3 separate regions of the Mus musculus genome follow, and regions 1 and 2 are each linked to region 3. Evidence: chromatin contacts called from public Hi-C and promoter capture Hi-C data. All regions are on one chromosome and are shown on one strand. Each heading gives the region's core, a stretch centred on a gene start, on an enhancer-like site or on the middle of the called end of the contact. The rest is flanking DNA. Distances are from core to core; before and after follow the strand shown. Region 1 overlaps Afdn (afadin, adherens junction formation factor). Region 2 holds the start of Wtap (Wilms tumour 1-associating protein). Region 3 holds the start of 1600012H06Rik (RIKEN cDNA 1600012H06 gene).

Evidence for each region. Promoter capture Hi-C pulls out the DNA fragments that hold promoters and counts their contacts. Hi-C and Micro-C count contacts between places; a contact is called where the count stands out from the background.
Region 1: a contact with region 3 is called in a promoter capture Hi-C map of liver, with 3 times the contacts expected there. The contact joins the enhancer-like site here to the promoter of 1600012H06Rik in region 3. A contact is called at or near these places in 6 of 39 promoter capture datasets (the 3T3-L1 cell line, embryonic stem cells, frontonasal cranial neural crest and 2 more).
Region 2: a contact with region 3 is called in a Hi-C map of B cells, with 8 read pairs. The contact joins the promoter of Wtap here to the promoter of 1600012H06Rik in region 3. A contact is called at or near these places in 13 of 39 promoter capture datasets (the C10 cell line, the HPC-7 cell line, cranial neural crest and 7 more), 1 of 484 Hi-C or Micro-C datasets (B cells), 3 of 115 datasets of contacts at active chromatin or transcription factors (astrocytes, embryonic stem cells and large pre-B cells) and 2 of 9 other capture datasets (adipose tissue and liver).

What each region holds. Positions count from the first base shown.
Region 1 is chr17:13,824,320-13,827,019 of GRCm38.p6, reverse strand. It overlaps Afdn (afadin, adherens junction formation factor), which reads right to left. Exons shown (of 33, transcript NM_010806.1): 9 at 1,033-1,077. Among named protein-coding and RNA genes, the nearest start is that of Tcte2, 64 kb to the right of the region's middle. Within about 2 kb of position 1,414, at least 10 of the 459 cell types and tissues checked have an H3K27ac peak or open chromatin away from gene starts, as enhancers often do. A contact at or near this core is called in liver, where this site is marked.
Region 2 is chr17:12,990,940-12,993,749 of GRCm38.p6, reverse strand. Wtap (Wilms tumour 1-associating protein) reads left to right here and starts at 1,491. Exons shown (of 8, transcript NM_001113533.1): 1 at 1,491-1,673.
Region 3 is chr17:14,941,777-14,944,476 of GRCm38.p6, reverse strand. It overlaps 1600012H06Rik (RIKEN cDNA 1600012H06 gene), which reads right to left and starts at 1,293. Exons shown (of 2, transcript NM_026451.2): 1 at 1,158-1,293; 2 at 1-910. The coding sequence starts at 864. The coding sequence ends at 307. It overlaps Wdr27 (WD repeat domain 27), which reads left to right and starts at 1,353. Exons shown (of 25, transcript NM_175173.3): 1 at 1,353-1,380.

The sequences.
Region 1 (2,700 bases), core at 165-2,664, 1.1 Mb after region 3:
ACAGAGGGACACTATACTTTATGACACCAACAGACAGGGCTGCGTTCCCAGTCTCTCCTTTCTTCCTACACTTCACTACAGCAGAAGCCAGAGACAACCTTATATAGAGTACAGAGAAGCTAATGACTATAGGACCAGTGGGTAACAGAACATCTAGTCCAAGCAGAGGGAGGCTGGCAAATGAGAATGGCTGGAAGTTTGGTGCCTCTGACCTCTCTCCCCATGGCAACCCACCTCCATCTCTAGACTGGAAGCTGATGGTCACAAGCAGGAGTATTATGGATGTTCCTTCAACCTCCATTCCAACTGTCTTCCACCTCCAGGGAGCACTCTACATAGTCCATAGCACCTGAGTGCCTCTCCAGTGGAAAATTAGGATATCTGAAGTGCTATAGGCCAGCCATAATCCGACTCAGGGCAGATACAATAGGCTACCAAAACCCTAGCCAAGTTTCATAATGCAATTTTCCCTCAGATTGTGACATACTGACAAATATTTAATATACTACAAATTGTGGTGTTGGAACTTATGTTTAAATATAAATTCTATGACCATCTAATATACAGCTAAATACACAGCCTTACAGGAAACTGCATCAAACATATTTCGGGTGCCTGGGTGATAACTACATCCATTACATGAGGTCACTCACTACATGAGCTTCTGGTTTCACGTCAGCACTTAAAGCATTTCAAATTTTGGGATGAGATGTTCTTTAAGATGAAAGGGACACAGGCCATAACACAGCTCAAGAGCATTTAATGGCCCTTTGCTTGCATGCTACAAGTCTGCACTCAATCCTGTGTCTGCATTCACTTCCCAGAGGGAACTTGGGAAAATAAGCATTTAAAAGGGGAGGTGGGGGCTTCCAATAAATAATCTGGGTTCTGGACACAGAACACTAAATAGATATGAATAGAAAGCCAGCATGTTACACTTCTTACACATACAGTGTCTGCTCAGTCAACATTGTTCACCTAGGAGGTCCTGTTAGTGCCCCAATTACAAAAGTAGTATAAGCAGAGCATTACCTTCGTAAGTGTGATAGCTGTAGTAGGCAAAGTGATTCCTTCTCCCTGGGATTAAGAGACATGCCAGGACCCAGGTGAAGGCAGCATCAGCAGGACAGAGACCATGCAGAACAGGTGGAAGAGGGAAGGAGGAGAAGAGATGCAAAGGGTGAGCTTCAGTAAGATGCTTCAAAGGAAGAACTGGCACATTTTACCCACCAGCATTCAGAGCTGTGGGGAAAAGACTACAGTAGACCCAGTCAGTGTTTTAGAAACCAGTGCAGACTGTTAAGGAAAACAGCGGGGTAACAGGTGAGTCACCAAGCAGCAGGACAGCTTGTGTTAACAGTGAGTTAACCTTATAGGTTACCACCCCACTTGGCTGGCTCCCTCCGTTTAAAGGGCACATTCAAATCCAACACACAAGAGAATCAGTACCCTGGCTTCCATTCTTCTGTAATCCTGTAAACACACCTGCACCTCTGAAAATTCCTGCCAATACCTCCCAGTCTTCCACATTGAGGGCACACACTTAACTGACAATGTGCCTAATGCAAATATAGTCCTTATCCACCCATAACATATCAATATGCATGAATATTTCTCATAATGCAAAGTGACACAGCTCTGAGGCAACAAAGACCTTATTCTAGCACTCAGGCCCTACCAGCAAACCTACCACCCTTAGGACAAAAACAATGTTTCCTCATTTTGGATATGAAGGTAGCTCTCACAAGCAGCCCAGAGACTTAGAAGGGAGTGTGGATCTGGAGAGGCACTGAAATTAAACTGAGTTCATTACCTGCTATCAGAGACAGTCTTTCTTAGCTATCTTCATATCCATTGATCTGCTTACATAGGAGCTCGATAAATGTTGCCTGAAGGTAACCAAGTGCTAAGAAAGGTACTGGTGAATATGCAACTGTGTTGTTGCTAGCATTTGATGAAAAGTAGGACAGAACTGACCTTTATCCAGGGTCTGCCATCTTTGAAACACAAAACATTAAATGCATGCGGTTATCTGACAGACAAGTAAAAATTAAGCAAACCATGGAAGCAGTCATTAGATACGAGGGTTGGGCCAATCTATGCTGTTACCACTCTATGTCTGAAGCCCAGAATGGTGTCTGATGTAGCCTCTCTGCTGTCTACCAAAGTCTATTTTCTACTATACATTTAAAGATTACTGTCAACTGCTAACAACTAAGACTCTCAAACTACCACACATAAGTTCTCCAACCAATGCAACATTTTGATGGACAGACCCATCCTTGAAAAAGACCCTCAAAGTTTTCAGTTAAAACCCAATGGCATTTTCACCATTTCTCTTCCTTCCTTCAGGTAAACAGGCACCATGTCCTTACATCACAGAACATCTCTGACTAACAGTGAACTCCTAGTCAGAGAATTGAGGACAAAGTAGCACCAATAATTCTTCACAAACTGCCTAGCAATGAATACAGGTCCTCAAACATAATAAATATGAAACTACTACCCTAAGAACCACACGGCCTTGGCCATAAATTAGAGTGGCTTTCACACTTTACTATTCTATTCAGCATCGGTGTATCTCAGCTATCTCCTAAGACTGTTGAACCACAAAGAACATATCTAATCTCTAGTTAATTATAATAGCCAGCTGGGAAAAACCGAAGCAGCCTTAGAAATAAAAATGAACACTGAAACCTG
Region 2 (2,810 bases), core at 242-2,741, 2.0 Mb after region 3:
TCTCATTATCTTTTACACTAGAAATCTTTGAAGAAAGTAACATTAAAATGTTTGTACTACAATATATGTAACTTCAAAACCATAGCAACAATGTTATAACTACAAATCACTTAGTGAAACTGAGTGATTCTTAGGTATCTAGGACAGAGCCCTCTGTAGGCACAGAGCCAGAGCATGAAATTCAAACACTGCAGCTATATTCTTTCTTTTGTGTATCTTTCAGTTCCGCTATCAATTTTAATTTGAATTGATTCCTTTCAATTTGTTTTGGACTCTGGAGGGATTTTCTTGTTTTACCTATTCGTTTCATAAGTTTTGAAAACTCACAAGTCTTGCTGTTTCTACCTTTATCTCCTACAGCCATTACCCTCTTTTGAGTAACTATTAAGTTTCTGCAATATTCTTCCATTTTCTCGATATGTGCCTACATATATGTGTATATGTATTTCTACACCTTGCTTTATTCACTCAAGCCAGGACTCATTCCAAAGTAACACATAACTATTAATGTCTGCATCCTCACCAGGAAACAGGATTTCAATGTATATTTCCATTATAAACAAAGTTGATCCTCCTTCTATGGAATATTTTAAGGATCTGTGAACCATCTGTTCACGTCCTTCTCCATTTTCTTTAGTTTTCCAAGGACCCTGCGATGTAAACTACCTAGTGGTGGCATCTGGTCTCTACTGTAACTGTATCCTTATAAATGATCTCAGGCAGGGCACCTACGCTGGGGATTAACCGGGCTCATAAAACCGACTAAGCCTAAATATGACTGTCCCATCTGGGAAGTGCTGAAGAGACTGCCGAGCACCGCTGTTCTTGCTAGAGTACTCCAGAACCCTCACCCGGCTGCCTTCCCGGGGCTTCCAGTCTGCCCACACGCGCAGCCTCCTGGCTCCTCGACTCAAACCCAAAGACGCCCCGGGGCAAAGCCGGCGGCCCCAAGAACGGCGACGGCTTCTAAGTCCCCCTCCCCCGCCCCCAACTTAAAACGAGGGGCGCTTAAGCATGAAGCCGCTGTCTCCCCGTTCCGGCACGATGCGCGGAAGCATCCTGAGCTGTGAGACTGCCTGGAAGAGCCAATCACGCGCTTGTCGGCTCGGATTCCTCCGCCCAGGCCGCGCAGCAGCCGCAGGTGGCCCCGCCGAGCTTGTCCGGCAGCGGCCGTCGTCCCGAGATGCCTCGCGGGTGACCTCCGACCTCGCGGGCCCGCCCTTCTCTCCGGCCGCTTCCCTTCCCAGCCCCGCTGAGCTTGCAGAGCCCCGACGGGGCCGGTGCGGGCTTCCGCGGACTGTCTCCGTGCGGCGGCGGCGTAGTGCCGCTGCCTCTCCGCGCCCCGAGGTCCCGAGCGGGGCCGAGCCGGCCGCCCCTCGCCCCTTCTCTCCAGAGGCGCCCGGCGCGGTGACCGAGGAGGCGCCCGAGAGGCGCGTCTCGGGTGAGTGGGCCACGGGCGGGGTCTCCGCGGCGCGCTCGGGGCGGGGCGCAGTCCGGGCGGGGCGGGGCCGGCGGCAGGGCCGGCTTTCCTCCCTCAGCGCCATTTTGTGGCTGCGAGACCCGCAAATAAAGGTTCTCGCCAGCGCTGCGGCGGGAGGAGCGCGGGGGGGCCGGCGGCGGCGCGGCCTCGGCCTGTGTGACTGGCGGCGCCCGCGCAGCCTCGGGCTGGGAAGGTAGGTGCAGCCCGCAGCGGGAATGGCCACGAGGGCCTGTGGGGCCGGGGAGCGAGGCGCGGCCGCCCTAGACCCGGGGAAATGCACTCCGGGCCGGAAGGGCGACCGGGCCTGCGGCCGTGCAGGTTTCCCGTTAGGCAGAGCGGTTTGCTGCCCGTGGGGATCCTTGCACCGCTTCGCGGCCATTCTACTTCCGTCCCTGACGGCAGGGGACAGGGCGGGCGTTCCCGCGGCCGGGGAGGCGGGGAGGCCGGAGGCCGCCCTCTCGGGGCTGACTGGCCATGCCGGTCCTTTCCCCGCCTCTGTCGCCCCCTCCCACCTTCCAGGGTTCGTCACCGGGGACCCAGAGGTACCCACAGTTCTGTATGGCACAAGTGAAGCATTCTGTTTTGTTTTTTGGGTTTTTTTTTTGTTAAAAACAATTCCGTACCACGTAGTAGCTTGTCTTTGCAACCACGTTCACCTGTGGACTTCCATTTTTACATAAGTGCATGCATTGTGAGAGTAGTTCTTTTTTTTTTTTTTTTTTGACAGCTTAGTGGAATTTTTCGTGAACTTCTAGTCTAGTTTTGGATTTCTGTATGGCTGATTTGACCGTATTTAAAATTGTTTTGCATAAGACAGCGGGTGCACGGTAGAACAAGACCTAAGTTTTCCTCTCTGTGTACATGTTTTATGGGCGTGGGGGGCGGCTAGGCCTTGTGCATGCACGCTAGGCCAGCCTTCTGCCGTTCAGCAATTCCCCGAGCCCACAGTTCTTGGTTTGAGAATGAGGAAGTCAGTTAATTTGACCCCAAAGGACTAAGAATACACTGTAAGCTGGTTGTAAAGATCGGTGAGCCTGTTAAAGCTTCAAGGAGCATGTTATAATCCTCTACGTTTTATTTACGCCTTTTTCATCGTTTTCACGCTCTACCCTAGCCTTTTCATTTAGTTAATTTTATTGTTTGGAAAGATAGGTGGAAGTCACAGATCAGTTACTACAAATTCTACCTTTCTTTCCCTTTAGCTTATGTTTGAGCTTTGGGACTGGAGAGTTGGCTCAGCAGTTTCTCTTCCAGCACCGGAATGATGGCTCTTGACCATCCTTAACTCTTGTTCTGGAATTTTGACTTCCCACTTCTGACCTCAGTGGGT
Region 3 (2,700 bases), core at 44-2,543:
AGTAAAGTTTAATCTGATTTATACAGCCTGTTACTGTAATCTTCTTACTCACCTGACTAACCAAAATGCATTTAAACATTTTATTGAGCAGACTCCTTTTTATAGGAATTTTAATCTCTAAAATATTGTGCTTGCTGCTTTTCCTGCTTGGGGAGTAAACTGAGGTAACAAAACTGTATGGCTTTATTTTTCCATCCTAGTCTAGAAAAAAGTAACCAGAGTTTCACCAGGTCAAGTAGCTAGGTTCGCAGCAAACTGTAATCGCTCTGTGAAAATAAGGGTTTGTGCTCCAGCATATTCAAGGGATCAGAAGAGAATTTCAAGCACCAGTTTCAAAATGCTAATCAATATCGTCCAGAGAACTGATTCCTCCTCTTGGGCTGCCTCTTCTGGAGCGTAAGCCTGCTGCTGACTGGCTCCTGTTGGGTCAGTGAAATAGGCAGCCTCTCCGAATGGGTACTGATCCACAGTTCTGTCATAGTATACCCTCATCTCAAAGTCGCTCTCATGGTGAGAGGGGTGTCCATAAATTCCTATCCCGACCGGTCGCTGGAAGTGTGCCGGTATAGAGACCACATCCTGGCCGCAAGTGACAGACTGCAGCTCATAGTCGTCGAAGCTCGGGTGCGGAGTGCTGTCCGACACGTACAGGTCCGCATCCCCTCTCAGGCTCTGCATCCTGAGAATAATTTTACCCTCATGGTTCAACCGCAAGTAGCTGTAATTCCCGGCTCCTATTTGGCCCTGGACCACGTGCAGAAGGAGCCACTCCTCCGGGACGTCGTCGTCTTCCAAACATTTTACCAGGGTCACCACCTGGGACGCCAGGATCATCAACAGGGCGCGCCTCCAGGGAGTAGCCATCGCTGGGGCACTCAACTCGGGGACTCCCTCATCTGCAGTCGCTGTGCTGGGAAGGTACGGGTGACAGGCGTGACCCGAGGTGCTCGTCCACGCAGACCAAGATTCGTGCACCTGGGTCCCGGGAACCGACGGTGGGGAAGGGGAAGGAGAGAAGGGATAAAGAGTAGGGAACAGCAGAGAGGGAGGAGCAGAGGAGGCGGGTGGGAAGAGGGAAGCGGTAAGAGGGACCTTAGGACAGGCCCCTGGGGGCGCAGGTGTCTGGAGAATAGCGAGGTCGCCAACCCCGAACTCACCGCCACGCCCCGCAGGCCACGCAGCACCCGCAGCACCCGGGCTCAGCCTGGAACTCGCCCCAGCTGGCGGAAAAGAGGCCGCGCCCGGAAGTGTGGTACTCCGGAAGCGAGGGCTTTTGGGAACCAACTCCGGCCTAAGGGACCGGAAGTGAGGTAACGCCAGGCTCTCGCGAGAATAGAGCAGCTTTCCCCCGTAACCATAGCGACGCGGCTGGCGTGGTCGGTGAGTTCCGGGGAAAGTGGGCTGGACGGTCGGTGAGGCTGCCAGGGATTGCAGCTTGCGACAAGCTCCCTTGAGGGGATGACTGGGAAGCCTGCTCCCGGATGGCGGAGGGCCGAGCCGCGCCCGGTCCAGCCTTCTCCTCCCGCGCCCCCAGAGCCGCGCGTGAGTGGCCTCCCTAAGCCCTGCAGCACAAGCCCCTGAGTGCGGGCAGCACCGGGAGGGACACTTTTGGATTTGTCTTAAACCATGACAGAAGGGAAATATAAATTTCAACATGAGAACTACTAGTAAGAAATGATTCCTCCCCCCCCCCCAAGCCCACAATTGCCATCACCCCACCCCCCACATTTTTTTGGGAAGTAATTTAGTAATTAGAAAACTTAGTGTACATTTAATCAAGTTTAGTGGCGAGTTCTTTAGCCTTTGCTTTTTCCAGCTTGGCAACGCGAGCCACAGACTTAGGGCCCAGCACGTTGCCTCCTCAGTGGCGACGGATCTCGTTATATCTGTGATTACAATTGATCCTAATAGCTTCCACCAGCTTAGCCAGAGCACCCTTGTCTTCCGGGTTAACCTATGTGAAGGCAACAGTGGTGCATTTCTTCCTGTGGACCAGGCGCCCCAACCTGGGCAGGACAAGCAGGAAAACCACCAGCTCAATGGGGTCTACATCATGGGCAATCACCACCAGCTGAGCCTTCTTGTTCTCCACCAAGGTGGTGACTATATTGACTCCTGCTCAATGGACAGGTGGTCTCTTAGTTGGGACGTCGCCTTTGCCAGCAGCTTTCTTCTCAGCAGGGGCCAGTAGCCTTTGCTTCTTTTGCGTTGTCTCTGGCCTGTACTTGTGGGCAAGCTGTTTGCCTGTCCAGGGCCTGGGTGAACTGGTTAATGGCAGGAGGGACTTTGAGCCGCTTGTAGAGGATGGCTCTTTGCCGCTGCAGCATGATGTAGCGGGGCCATTTGATGAAGCGTGTAAGATCTCTTTTGGGCTGGATGTCCTTCCCAAATGGCGAAATTCGTGGGCCTTTTCTCAAACTAAGGATTGACCACTTTTTTGGCCTCCTGGTCCTTGACACCGGCGATGCTCAGGGTCACCTTCTTCCCTTGGCTGTCTTTCCTTTAGGCATCTTGCTTGGCTGGAGGAGAAAGCATGCACACAGTTCTTAAGACTAGATTTCATGTCTGGAGACTTTTCCTGGTTTATAAATGGGTGGAAAGGCAAGAAGTTCTTTGTCTCATTTTACAAGAACACCAATCGCATCAAGGAGGTTCCACATTCAAGACCGAGATTACCTCCCATTGTCCCTCTGAGCCTTA